Regions from separate parts of the Sus scrofa genome. Here region 2 is linked to region 1. Evidence: chromatin contacts called from public Hi-C data. All regions are on one chromosome and are shown on one strand. Each heading gives the region's core, a stretch centred on a gene start, on an enhancer-like site or on the middle of the called end of the contact. The rest is flanking DNA. Distances are from core to core; before and after follow the strand shown.

Region 1 (6,936 bases), core at 3,125-5,624:
TTTCTAGCTCTAAATTTTAAGATTATTGCATATGATTAGAAAAGTATACTGTAAAGTGACAAGAACTAACAACTAATAGAACTATGTTTGGACCTTTATATCCCTAATCTCTTGTAGTGTGCCCAGTAAGTTCTCAAATATTTGATTAATGAATAAATTAATTAGTAAGTTATAAAAAGTAGATATGGAAGAAAGATATGCAAGAAAGCAATTTATCCATTCAGAGTAGAAGCAAGCATGCAATACATTTCTCTAAGAGATACAGCATATCACAGTAGAGTACAATGGTTGGCAATAACAGGAAAATACAATGAGGATGCTAAGCCATCAAAAACTGTTAAATAATGTACTCAATTTATTTATAAAAATTAGGAAAACAAGATCATGTTTTATGTTTTCTTTTGTTTTTTGTCTTTTTGCCATTTCTCGGGCCACTCCTGTGGCATATGGAGGTTCCCAGGCTAGGTGTCTAATCAGAGCTGTAGCCGCTGGCCTACGCCAGAGCCACAGCAATGCAGGATCTGAGACACATCTGCAACCTACACCACAGCTCATGGCAATGCCGGATCTTTAACCCACTGAGCAAGGCCAGGGATCGAACACATAACCTCATGGTTCCTAGTTGGATTCGTTAACCTCTGAGCCACGATGGGAACTCCTATGTTAATCATTACATTATCACTTAAGGGTAACATTCAATTTTCTGGGAGACTGACTTAAATAGACAAGCTAATTCTTCTGTTATGTTTAATGAAGAGGTGTTAAATTCTTTTCAATAGCTGAAAGTTAGCTATTGTTTACCTTAGATAAAATTTAAGCCAATTAAATCAAAGATTATATGAAAGTATAATAATAATTTTATTTAATTCATTGATTGCATGTAGTGATACCATCTTTAAAAGAAATCAGATCATGTTATGCACCTCATGTTGTTCTCCTGCTCTAAACTCTCCAATGAGAGTTCCCAGCATAAAAATAAAGTACAAACTCCTTACTATGTCCTGTAGGCTTTATATCTGGCCTCTGTCTACCTCTCCATCTCCTTTTTGATTATTCTGTTTCAGTCACACTGCCCTTCTTAGTATTCTTTAGACACTCAGTCTCATTTCTGGTCTCATAGCCTTTGTACTTTCTCTTCTCTTTGCCTGGAAGACTTTACCTTCAGATTTTGCAAATCTTAATCCTTCAATTTATCATTCAGGTCTCTGTTCAAATGTCACTTCATGGAGGCTTTCCCTATAGATTCCATTCAAAACAGTGTCACCCTGTCCTTGACTTTCCAATCCTTTACCTGCTTTATTTTTCTTCCTAAAACCTAGACTAATTGGAAAATACACATTTTGTTTACATATTTGTTGATTATTTCCCTTCTAAAAAGTAAGCACTGTCAGAGTATGGACTTCATCTATACCCCAGAACCTAGAACAGTTTGTCAAATATTCAGGATTTATTACATATATGTTGAAAAATTGAATGAATGAACTAATGCAGATTTTCAAGACATGTGCACAAAAAACAAGAGCAGAATAGTGAATGTGGCATTCAACCACTCATATTTCCAAAAGATACTTACATATTTATACATGTATGGGCTCTCTCAGGAAGAGAATACAAGAAATTAGTAACAACAGTTGCTTAATGGTGGGAAAATAAGAAGGTCTGGGTGACAGGCAGGCTTACTTTCTACTGCATACTTTTTATACTTGTTTGGATTTTAAACAAGTCTCGGTATTTTTATTTCAAAAGCAAAACAAAAAGGGAGTTCCCATCATGGCTCAGCAGAAGCGAATCTGACTAGTATCCATGAGGAGACAGGTTCAATCCCCCGGCCTCCCTCAGTGAGTTAAGGATCTGGGGTCATTGTGAACTGTGGAGTAGGTTGCAGATGTGGTTCAGATCCTGCATTGCTGTGGCTCTGGTTTAGGCTAGCAGCTACAGCTCTGATTCAACCCCTAGCCTGGGAACCTCCATATGCCGAGGGCATGGCCCTAAAAAAAAAAAAGACACACGAAAAAGGCAAAACAAAAAAAAGATTAAAATTTACTTTAAATACAAGCTTTCATTTGGTAATAATTATGTAATTCTTGCAATTATGCTCTTATTCTACAAATAGAAACGTGCCAAGCAATTTACACACTTCTCATTTAATCCCTGTAACAATCCTATGATACTAGCATTATTATCATAGCTATTTTATAGAGAGAGACACAGTAGTACAGAGAGAACAAGTTAACTGGCTATAGTCACACAATGGAAGCACAAGACATGGGATTTGAACTCAGACTGATTGAATCTAAAGCTCAAGAATTTAGTCAACACTCTCCGTGATGTAAATACATAACCCGCAGACATTTTCTGATAGAAGTTAAAACAATTGCCTATTTTTGATAGAATGAATGGTAATAAAACTGAAAGTTCATGATTTCTCTGTGCTTGTTAAGTATCACAAAGTATCTATTCTCAGCAACCATGTTTATACCATTAATTGAGAACTCTTGGATTAGAATGGTATGGCGATAACTAGTAATAATAAACAACCATTATCATTTGGGCACACTCTCTATTCCAGGCATTATGGTAAACAGGTGACATTTATCATTTCATTCAAACCTTAAAATCATATAAAGTAGACTCTATTATTGTCTCCATTATACAAAAAACAGAGACTTGGCTTTAGTATAAAGAATTTTTTCAAGATGTCATAGCAAGAAAAGCCAGAATGTGGATCCAGGTTCAAATTCAAAGTCCATGTTCTTAATAACTATCAATGCTCTATTAGAATCAGAACAGAAGGCTTTTAAACAATGGAACAGAAATGTATGACTTTTCTCGAAGGTGGTATGACAGAGTTATCAATTATTTCTTTTCTTTCTTTCTTTCTTTTTCTTTTCTTTTTTGGTCTTTTAGGGCCGCACCTGCAGCATATGGAGGTTCCCAGGCTAGGGGTCGAATCAGAGCTGTAATCCCTGGCCTACTCTGCAGCAATGCCAGATCCAAGCTGCAGCTGAGACCTATACCAAAGCCCATGGCAATGCTGGATCCTTAACCCACTGAATGAGGCCAAGGATCGAACCTGTATCCTCATGGATGCTAGTCAGATTAGTTTATGCTGGGCCACAATGGGAACTCCATAAATTATTTCTTAAATACAAATTCATATCTGAATTAGATTCAAATCCAACAGACATTTTTTTTTTTTTTTTTTTTAAGGACCAGGAACTATCCTCTACCCTATCATGCATAGTCTCTATGCAACATAAACCTCTTACTGGAAATAACTTTCATGTTAAAGCCAATGCTTCTACTTAGATTTAAGCATCAAGGAGAAACTTCCCCAAATACAAGGTGGAGGCGCTGACTGTAGTGGAACAACACTACCAACTAAAATCTGTAGTATTCCTCACACACTCTACCTGATTGTTAATAGTTAGTAACCTAAACCATATATGTACTGTACAACTAAATTATTAAATTCTGGTCAAATAATCTCTTCTCACAGAGTAAACAGCACTGTCTTCACTTCTGTGAAACTGAGTACCTAATGAGTTCCTCAAGGCAAGTCTCTCAGAAACTAAGATTAAAAGGTAGAAATGATTCTCAGTGCTTAAAGTCCCTTTCTCTTGCGGAGCACTCTGTCATCCAGAATCCCTTCTGAAGCTCACCTGATCCTCAGCAACCCCGTTAGGCAGTGCTGGCAGGTCCTACCTTGATGCTACAACTGGGGCTCAGGGCCGGTTCCCGGCCAGGCTAACAGCAGAACCTCGCCGGACAAAAAGTTTATAAATTTGTGAACCAAAGCTCCTCATTTGACAGTTAAGCCCTGAGTTACATTTACATCTGTGTCTGAAACAAAACACTCTGCAGTGCGGAAGAAACTTTACACTGTAAGGTGCCGGACAGTTAAAGTGCTCTGCCAAAGTCTGGGACAGCGGCCAGGATGCCCTTTAACATTTCCGACTTCCTCAGAATTTAAAGCAGAAGATCCCTGCCCTTTCTGTTAAGCAGTCGAGGTCTCCCAATCTGGCACAGTCACATTTTAGTGGGTTCTCGAGTTTCTTCTTTCACTTTCACCTCAGGGACCCTAACCAGGCCCACCCTCCCCCCACCGCCCCACTTAACGCTTCCCTGTTTGTCAACAAGCCCACACGGTCCTCTTCCCCTGATGCCTCGGGACCCCTCCACTTCCAGAGAGACAGGTCATTCAAAAAATCTTCCCCGAGACCAGAATTTTTCTCCTCTTGCCTTTCACTTACCTCAGGCCCAGGACAAGTTACGGAGACACTTAACTTCAAGGTCCGCCTGCCGGCGTTTCAAACTCAGCCACGAGATTCAAACCTAAGCCAGCTTCCTCAGCGCCTCGTTTCATTGGCTGGTTTTCATGACGTCATCACGCAAGACTTCGCGATGGCGCGCGGCAGTTTGGCGCCTGGAGTCTCAGAGGCGCTGCGGAAGGGTAGTTGCCTGGCTTCGCGTCACCGTGGCAACGAGAACAGCAGTTTCCGGAGGTGTTGGCCGAGGTGGGCGGGGCTAAACCGGAGCTGCAGGTGGGAGGCAGCCACCTGGGATCTTCAGGCAGCCTTTCGACTGCGGGGTGCGGGGCCGATCTGTCCCAGGGTTCTGGGTGTGAGTGAGATGGGTATTGGCAGGGGTTGGCGGTTCCCCTCTCCTAGGGGCAGTGGCGGAGCCTGTTGGGTGTGGATAAATGGGTTCTGGGTGTTTATTTTCTCCTTTCCTCTATTCGGAAATGAGGTCTTCAAGGAACAGGTCCAGGATCTGAAGGTATAGGGACCTGTTTCTTCTGGCGACTTACACTTTCACTTGGACCAAACTGGGGTCAATTCGTCTCAATTAATTGAAAGTTCAGGATTTTTGGTTTGAGGGCCCAGGCCTACCCCCTTAGTATTGACTGTGAAACTATTTGTTGTATGGCTGTTTTTTACATTTCTTTCTAATGCTGGCGTTACAAAATAAATTCATTTAAATTTATTGGCCTAGTTCATTGTTGGATGGAGTAGGATTTTAAGTCCCAGGTTGTAGGTATTATTTTAGAATGCACACCTTAAAAAAAAAAAAACTGGAAAAAAATGGGAAATGTATTTTCTAAGAGAATTCACCTTTTATTTCTCAAGGTGTGTGTGTGTGTGTGTGTGTGTGTAATTTTTTTAATGGCCACAACCGTGGCATATGGAATTTCCCAGGTCTGGGACTGCATTTGAGCCCCAGCTGTGACCTACTCCACATCTGCAGCAGTGCTGGATACTTTAAGCCACTGCATTAGGCCAGGGATAGAACTTGAGTGTCCACAGTGATCTGAGCCTCTGCAGTCGAATTCTTAACCCACTGTGCCACAGTGGGAACTCCTCAGGATATTTTTAATAGTATGGTCTGAGTTTTATTGTTGTTCTTTATGTTCTTGTTGTATCTGTTGATTTAGCAGTTATTATTGTAGATTTTAAAGACATACTAGCACACAATTGAGTCAAAAATCCCTGCCCTCTTGGAGTTTATATTCTAGTGATTCAACATCACCATGTATGTTGGATAGTACAATACTAAATGAAAAGTATTATAGGTGAAACCTTCATATTATAGACATTTTTTCTTATTGAAAATCAGAAGCACTATTGTATATGATGCATGTTATATGATTGTTTGTGAATGGTGGATAGAGTATCAGCAAAGCTACTAATTGTTGGCTGTATTACATATATCTTAGCTAATGAGATAGTGATTTGTATGGTACTGGGTATTGTATAAAATTGAGAAGCCTTTTTATTTTATTTCAAATATGTACTCTATAGTCTGCCTTTGACATCTCGGGCATTTTATTTAATTGTACATATGTTAATCTAATTATTTAATTCTCAAAACAGCCTATGAAATGTAGATACTATCCATTTTACTGAAGGGACACTAGAGTTTTCGGAAAATCTCTAAAGGAAAATATTTCTCTTGAACTGTACAACCTAGCCAATTCAGAATGGAGTCATTTGTTTCTGAAATACTTTCTAGAGTAAGTGATATCAATATGCTATCTTAATCTATTCTGAAAATAGACATGTTTGTCAATTTCTTGTAAAATTTCGTTGATTGCTAGTGAATAAGTAAGTAGAAGTGTTTCAAATTGTGTCTCTTTTGACAAGCACATTATAGGCTGACCAGTCTTGCAGGTGTTTCCAGGTGCTAAGTGCTTACTTTACATTTAATGTTAAATTTTGCCCTACACTTGCTAGTTAAAACAGTGGTCAGATGATGAGGTCCATATTCTTAAGCAACTGCAGATTTAGTTAAAGCAGAGAAATTTTAACATTACAATCAATGCCATTACAAGTGCCAGCTGGTTTCTCTTTAGTTTGGCAAGACATTAAGGATTAAAACAGAAAGGATAAGAGGCTAGAGCGTATTTGGTAACAAAATGAAGGGAAAAGAATATAAACTTTCCAAACATGTAGTGCTAAGACAGAAAGTTCCACCTTTTGTTAGAAATTACTGTATAACTAACCGCTGTGTTATTTAAAACACGGAAATTTACATAGGTTCATAGTAAACTGAAAAGAGTCGAGAGAAGGATAAAGTAAAAGTGAGATTTGAAGTGGCAGTGAGATTTTATATATATATATATATATATATATATATAAAGAAAAGTAAAAGTGGATTTAAACCTGGTAATGGTAGGAACTACATTCCATCCCTCCCCCAGGAACACCATTTGGAACCCTGAGCGCCTGCAGGACCCTTTGGCAGCTTGGGACTGGAAGCAGCGGAACGAAAGGCACACGGTCCTCGGTTGCTGGGGCGGACGTGGGCCCAATCTGTCCGTCCTCACAAGTTTCCCCCCGGGCTGGGACCTAGGCGAGCGGCAAATTCAGATTCTCCGGCTCCTTAGTGGTCGTCGCAGGCCCGAGTTAGAGGATAACTGAGAAATCGTGCTTCAGG
Region 2 (6,565 bases), core at 4,000-6,499, 400 kb before region 1:
CTGTTTCACTGTCTATTATCAATGATTCCATGTACTTAGTAACTGGGTCTATGACTCCTCTAAGGCTTTAGTGTAAGTATTCTGGAAAGCCAGAGATGCATTTAAAGTATAAAATTATTTAGGATTAAACAAGTCTATGCCTTAAGTAGAAGTTTAAGGAGATATGAGGACACATGTGTCTAAGCTTAAAAATACCAAAGCCTTCCTGTTTCCTAGGGTTAAATCCCACATACAAATGACATACGGATTTCATTTGCCAGTATTATTTATTGCTTAACATTACTCTATCCCATACAGAGTAAAGGGATGTACTGTGTAACCAAGAAGTTCACTCATTCACTTCTGAAGCCCATCTGGGCATGTGACCTGGCCTAATAAAGAAAATTTATCACAACATGTCTTAACGTTCAAATGATTTCTTCCTCCATTGAACAAGGGCCAGTATTTTAAACCTCGCATTCGGTGGAATTCTCTCTTCCGTTCCTCTTTTTAAATGCAATTCACAGTTTGAGATTACAGAGCCTACCAGTGGCTGAATGGCTGCGCTGGAAGGTTGAGAGTCCTTCAATTAAGCAGCAATTTTGCAATTAGTGGAAACTGAGTGCTCCATAACAATCGTTTGACAACAAGTTGAAACAAGTTAGCAATTACCCTATTAAAGGGATATGTTCACATGCATTGGGCTAGGCTAGCCCCCTCGCCCTAATGGAAATCTTCCACACATGGAAATGCAAATTGAAAATTATGTTTCAGCCATTAAAATCATTTCAGTATTATGGCCATCTGAAATGGCAGTGCTTTGCATTTTAAAGGATATTCAGAATTGAGCCCTCAGATACTCTCCATACTCTTTTCTTTCAAGCAGACTAAAACTGTTCTTTTGTCTACTCTGGGACTAACTTCCTTAACATCAAATGTTAAGGAACTACCTGTGTATTACCTTTTCGTTTTGAACATCTTCAATATTCTTGAAGCTTAGTAGATTAAGTCCATTAAAGCTGCTGGCTGTTACATTCCACAAGTTCACTACCTGGATATAGAGCTATGGATTTATGCATGTGAAGGATATTTACAGAAGGTTCCAAAGACAAATAAAGCTCTTGGCTATACTATCAGGTGGGCATGCCCAGCTTGCTGTGTGGTGCTAAACTACAAAACAGAGCTATTTGTGTTTAAAAGAAATGAGATTATCAATCATCTGCCTTTTGACTATTGAAAAGCTGGGACACTTCTCAAAGATTCCAGGAAGAAGAGAATAACTAATGGTGCCCCTATTAAACAGAAAACTCAGGACTTTGAGCCCAGATTTTAGAAATCTGCATTATTAACAGGACTTCCTCCCCTCCCTCCTGGTGAATCAGAATGAACCAGCAATATTCCATCACCTCTCCACCCCTCTTTGGCCATTTTGAGATTTGGCCAATTAACTCACTTAGTATAAATGAATCATTTAAGGTGATCATTGCATTTTAAGCAAATGACCACTTTTGATTACTTCTATTTGCAAGTATAAGTTATACTTATTGAAAAGACATCCTAAAACAGTTCCTAAATGCTTTATTTTCTGGATACTCAAGTGTTGACCCACTATAAATCTTAAATGACCTTAAATATCACCTTAAAATAAACAAGATTTCCAGTTGGTAATTCAGCTCTGGATGGGCAAAGAAAGGCTTCAAAGGTATGTGAAAAATTACTCTGTTATTGTGCTTTCAAAAAAATGTGATGTCTAAGTGTGGCTGCAATGTTCTAATGCTTCAAAACATGTACGTAAGTCTTGTTTATCTGGAAATCATTTCTTTCTGCTTATATCATTTATAAATAGAAAATGTTCTGTAACAGCTTAAAATAGCTCTACATACATAATGCTTCTCTTGTCATAATACTTAGAACTGGTCTATATTTACCAACATTTATCACATTTTGCAAAATAAAGTGGAAGGAAAAAAGACAACGACTTTATGGCCCTGGAATTCCAGTAATGGTGACCAACGTGTTTTAAATTCCAGTAAAGGTTATGGTTACATTTCAACAAGTGTCTCTTTCCTTTCTCTTGCCTCCACTGCTAGTCCCCAGTAAACTTACAAAAGGATCTTAAAGCAAGGTATTTGCAAATCAAGGACCAGGAGTTAGTGTTTCAAAGGAGTGTGGTTACCAGGGCCAAAACTTTGTGATCTACTACTTGCAGTAATAACAATAACTTGAGGTGCTACATTCCATAATCTCAAAAAACTTCCCCAAAATGACAATGTTGCATGAGGTAACATCGAGGGTTCCCATGTTTAGACCAATTAAATCTGTAATGATGCCTTAATAAAGACAAATGCAAAAAATTTAAGTACGTATAAATGTAACTAAGGCCAAAATGGCCTGACTGTATAACAAACTCATATAAATTGGGGGGAGATAAAAATAAAGGAGAGGGAGTACTTTCCAAATAGTCTAGCCAATTTGAAGGTCTCATTTAATAACAGTGTATTCTATTAAAAATCAAAATGCAGTGAAAAAAAAAAAAATCAACGTTCCCAATTACATACTGCTTTGCTTTTAAAGATAACTATACTAGGAGAACTAATAAACACTCGGAAATATGCTTTTCTTTGCTTCTGGCCAAGAACATTCCTGCATTCTTGTCAGGAAATGTTCACTGTTTACTGCTGACACCGAGGAATAAGTGTAAGATACCTGAAGGACCTTAAATGAGATCCAGGGAGCCCTAACACACTATCAACCGTAGGCTGTCAAAGTTCCCCAGCTCAAGGAAAACTATGCATTGAAGCCAAAAAGGAGCATTGAATCGAAATTCAACCAAGTCAGAAGCGTCATTCAACAAGTCCCTCCTACCAGCAGCTAACGAGGGGATCTGGCAAAGCCACTTCCCCGCCCCCAGCCTCCCTCCCCCTGCAGCTGCTCCGGGCAGCGTGGCCGGCAGAGGGCAGCCTCTACCTTCCCTAGCGCAGCTCTCCCTGCCCCCTCCTCCTCCAGGCCCCTCCAACAGCGTCCCTCCACCCCACTCCACCCCCAACACACAAACATCGCATCCTCAGACGGCGACTCCGGTTCGCCCCAGCAGCTCCAAGGCTTTTCTTCCCTAGGGGTGCCCCCAGTCTGCAACTCCCCTTCTCGACCGTCTGGCAAAAAGCCTCCAACCGTCAGCTGTATCTTTCCAGGCACAGTTCACTCACCCATTTCCTCTTCCCGACTCTGCATCCCAAGAGACCCACCCGAGTCGGAACACTCCCAATCCTTCTCAACCCCCCCAAAATCAAAACTTTTTACTTTCCGGGAAGGTGCCCCAAGGGAGAGAAGGTATGGGGACAGGCGTGGGCACAGTTGGCCCCGGAGTCCGACAGCCCCTTTTAGATTCAAGCTGCAGGAGTGTCCCAAGTTTCCCAAGATACAGACAGTGGCATTGGACGTGGATGGGTCCGCTTTGATGTCAACTTCTGAGGAGCAGGTGACCGTGTGTAGCCCGGCTGGAGTCTCAGGGACTGGGATGCCGGCTTAAGAAGCGTGCTCCACCCCCCGCCCCCAAAAAAATCTGCTCGGGGACCACTCAGCCCATGGGTAAGATTCATATTCCAGCCCCAACACCGTAACCTCAGTCCGGGCCCCCGACAGCTGGAGTCCTAAATCGCTCTCACGACCCCTCCTCCGCTGGGGGAGGGTTTTGGGGGACCCCAGGGAGGTGTCTTCTCCCATCGCGAAGCTCTGCTTCTCCTCGTGGCTTTCCTCTCCCCCACTTCAGGGCTTTCCAGGGTCCCTCTCCCTGGGGCTGCCCCTCTGGCTCGTGGGATGGGAAGAGAAAGCTCTACAGGAGCAACTCCGTATCTCCCCTTCTCGTGGAGGGAGGAAAGGAGTTTTTGCCTCTTCCCATAACTTCTTCAGTGCCCCCAGTCAACTTTCCCCGGCAGACGCGCGGCTCCCGCGCCAAGCCCCACGCTCGATGCTCGCCTACCTCTGGGTCCACACAAAGCTCAAGGGTCCCCAGCGGCGGAGTCACATCCTTGTCCCGCTCCTGGCCCCTGAGCCCCGCCCCGGTCCCCGTCGCGGAGCCGCTCGCCGCCGGCCCCACAGCAGCGTTGGCAGCTGCAGTTCAAGCGTCTCATCAAAGCTTCACAAGGAGGAGCTGGGGGGCGCGCAGGGCCGGCTCCTCGGCCCCGCCCGGGAGCCCGCGGCGCGACGGGGTGCGCGGGACAGCTAGCCGGCGGGTGCGCCCCGGCGCGGCGGCGTCTGCAGCGCGGACTAGGAGCTCCAGCCTGCGCCTGGAGCCGGGGTCAGACATTATTTAGCTCTTCGGTTGAGCTTCTATTGGTCAAACGGCGCCGCCCCCCCCGCCCCCCTCCTCCCGCTCGCCCGCGCCACCGAGACCCGTGCGGGGTGGCTGCTTAAAGGGAACGCCGCGCCTTTTCCTCTCCCCCAGCTCGGCCCCTAGGACTCCCTGGGCTGCTGGGGCTCCCCTGGCCCGCGCGCCGCGTTCCGCCTTTCTTCTCGGCCCCGCGACGTGACCCCGCGAGCCCCGCGCCCGTACCTAGGGCGCCCCATCAGGACCGCGCGCCACGCCCGCCGTCGGGAGGAGTGACCTAGTCCCGGCCCGGGGGAACCCCGCGTCCGGTGCCCTCCGCGGAAGCCCTGGCTCTGCGCGCGGGGGCGCGAGGGAGTAAGCGGGAATCCAGCGCCCCCGGGGTCTCGCTCCCCTCCCTGGCCACTCCCTACGCCCCATCCCAGCACCCAAGTTCTGTGGGAGAGGGCGTGCGTTTCCCGGGCCACAGACACACCTTCCCGCACCTTCCGGCACGACGGAGCTGGCAAATGTGAGCACACAATGAAATCGCACAGAGCATGGGGGCTATTGGTTTACTCCGCTGCCTTAAACACACGGGCTTAAACAGAGTTCGTGCACTGACCTCTCCGGAGTTTGCCTAATAGGAATTCGATCAAGATAATAACGGCATTTTTTATTAATGAACGCCCCCAGATAACGTTACACCAAGTTACTTGCTCCAGCCAAGAAGCCGAGGCAATGACAGATCTCACTAAAGCCACACGGTTTCTAGCCGACCAGAGAAAAACGGAAAGAGATAGAAAGAAAAAAGAAACCCACCTTTTCAGTCACTACTTGTCAAAGTAAACATCAAGGCAGCTGCTCTGGGGAAGACTTCGGCCCCGAAATCCCCAGACTCTATTATTTTTTCACGTTCCCTTTGGTCAAAAAGAAGGGGTAGGGGGGAATCTTTGGTGCCCGGTTTGTACTCCTTCTGTTCTGCAGCAAAGAAGTTAAATTATTGATAGTGGAAATTGCATGGCGGAGGTAATACTCGCACCCCCTGAGCGAGGAGCTCCATTTGATCTCGGCAGAGGCAGGGAGATTTCATGCTAGCTCGCCGGGGGGAGCGGCTGCGCGAGCAGCCCTCTCCGGGTGAATGAGAAAGTGGGTGGGAGTCCACGAGAGGGCTCCACGGTGCCTTGACGTGCGCTGTCATATGATACCTCCGCTGCCTCGAAATAGACACTCTAGTGCACGAATTACCAGAATCAAAATTCAGCGCATTTAAAATGATACATCTTTTATTAGAAGAGTTCCGTTCCAGGGCATTGCATGGTTCTGCAGATGTTTTCACTTCCCTCCCTAGCAAACTTACACACATAAACCAACCCTTTTAATAATGAACCTGGGCAGCAAAGATAAATAAAAGGCCTTCTGTTTCAACGTGTGTGTGTGTGTGTGTGTGTGTGTGTGTGTGCGCGCGCGCGCGCGCGCAGGGGGTAGTTGACTCAGTTAATCCTCCCCTCGAGCCCCTCCCCCCGCAGCAGAAGAGCAAACTGTCTGTCGGATACTTATTTGTCGGTAGCCAAGACCCTTGGAGAGAACTTAAGTGGCTAGGGTCCAGAGAATCATTTTCAATTTGCCATTGGACGAACGCTTTCAACTGTCTACCTGGGTTCCTGCTTTAAAGCTGAATTTCCTTTCCATTAATTCAACCGACTCGTAGGTCTGCACTAGGACAGACCTTAAAATTTAGAATAAGGAAAAAAACAGCGGTGATTAACTAGGAGTTCTTGGACCACCTCCGAGCATAGCAAATCACCTGGGTGCCTATTAAAATGCAGATTTCTCCTCTAGAAATTGTGATTTACGAAGGGTGGGGCAGCGTCCAGAAATTAGCATTTTTAAAAGCACAGCAAGCAACTGGGATGCAGAAAATATGAGGTTGCATTGTGAGAAACATTTTCTTAAGGGTTGCCTAAATGGGAGTTAGAGGACTCTCCCATTTCCCCCAAATTTGGTAGTCAGGATTGCATCTGTGCATTTTTTTTCTGTAATCTCAAAGGGGTTTGACCTAATAATTGCTAAGACTCATTGCTTTAAGAATGTCTCTAAACACTCCACAACATTAATTTGGGGGAAGGGAAAGATTTATTAACAGTTTCCCTTCCTAGACCCTCTTGTGGTTATCAAGAATGTGCTGTTGAACTGAATATATAATATCATATACTCAGTTCAGTTTACCTAACAGTTTCTAGTTTTAAAAAAATGAATGCACTTATATTGTTTTAGAGCTTC

Evidence for each region. A called contact is a pair of places that touch in the nucleus more often than the background predicts.
Region 2: a contact with region 1 is called in a Hi-C map of embryonic fibroblasts, with 2.4 times the contacts expected there. The contact joins the promoter of BDNF here to the promoter of METTL15 in region 1. A contact is called at or near these places in 1 of 5 promoter capture datasets (fetal skeletal muscle), 4 of 47 Hi-C or Micro-C datasets (embryonic fibroblasts and epiblast stem cells) and 1 of 2 datasets of contacts at active chromatin or transcription factors (skeletal muscle).

What each region holds. Positions count from the first base shown.
Region 1 is chr2:32,241,512-32,248,447 of Sscrofa11.1, reverse strand. METTL15 (probable methyltransferase-like protein 15) reads left to right here and starts at 4,374. Exons shown (of 7, transcript XM_005654689.3): 1 at 4,374-4,517. The coding sequence starts at 4,379. It overlaps KIF18A (kinesin-like protein KIF18A), which reads right to left and starts at 4,375. Exons shown (of 17, transcript XM_003122903.4): 1 at 4,254-4,375.
Region 2 is chr2:32,643,345-32,649,909 of Sscrofa11.1, reverse strand. It overlaps BDNF (brain derived neurotrophic factor), which reads right to left and starts at 5,249. Exons shown (of 2, transcript NM_214259.2): 1 at 5,105-5,249.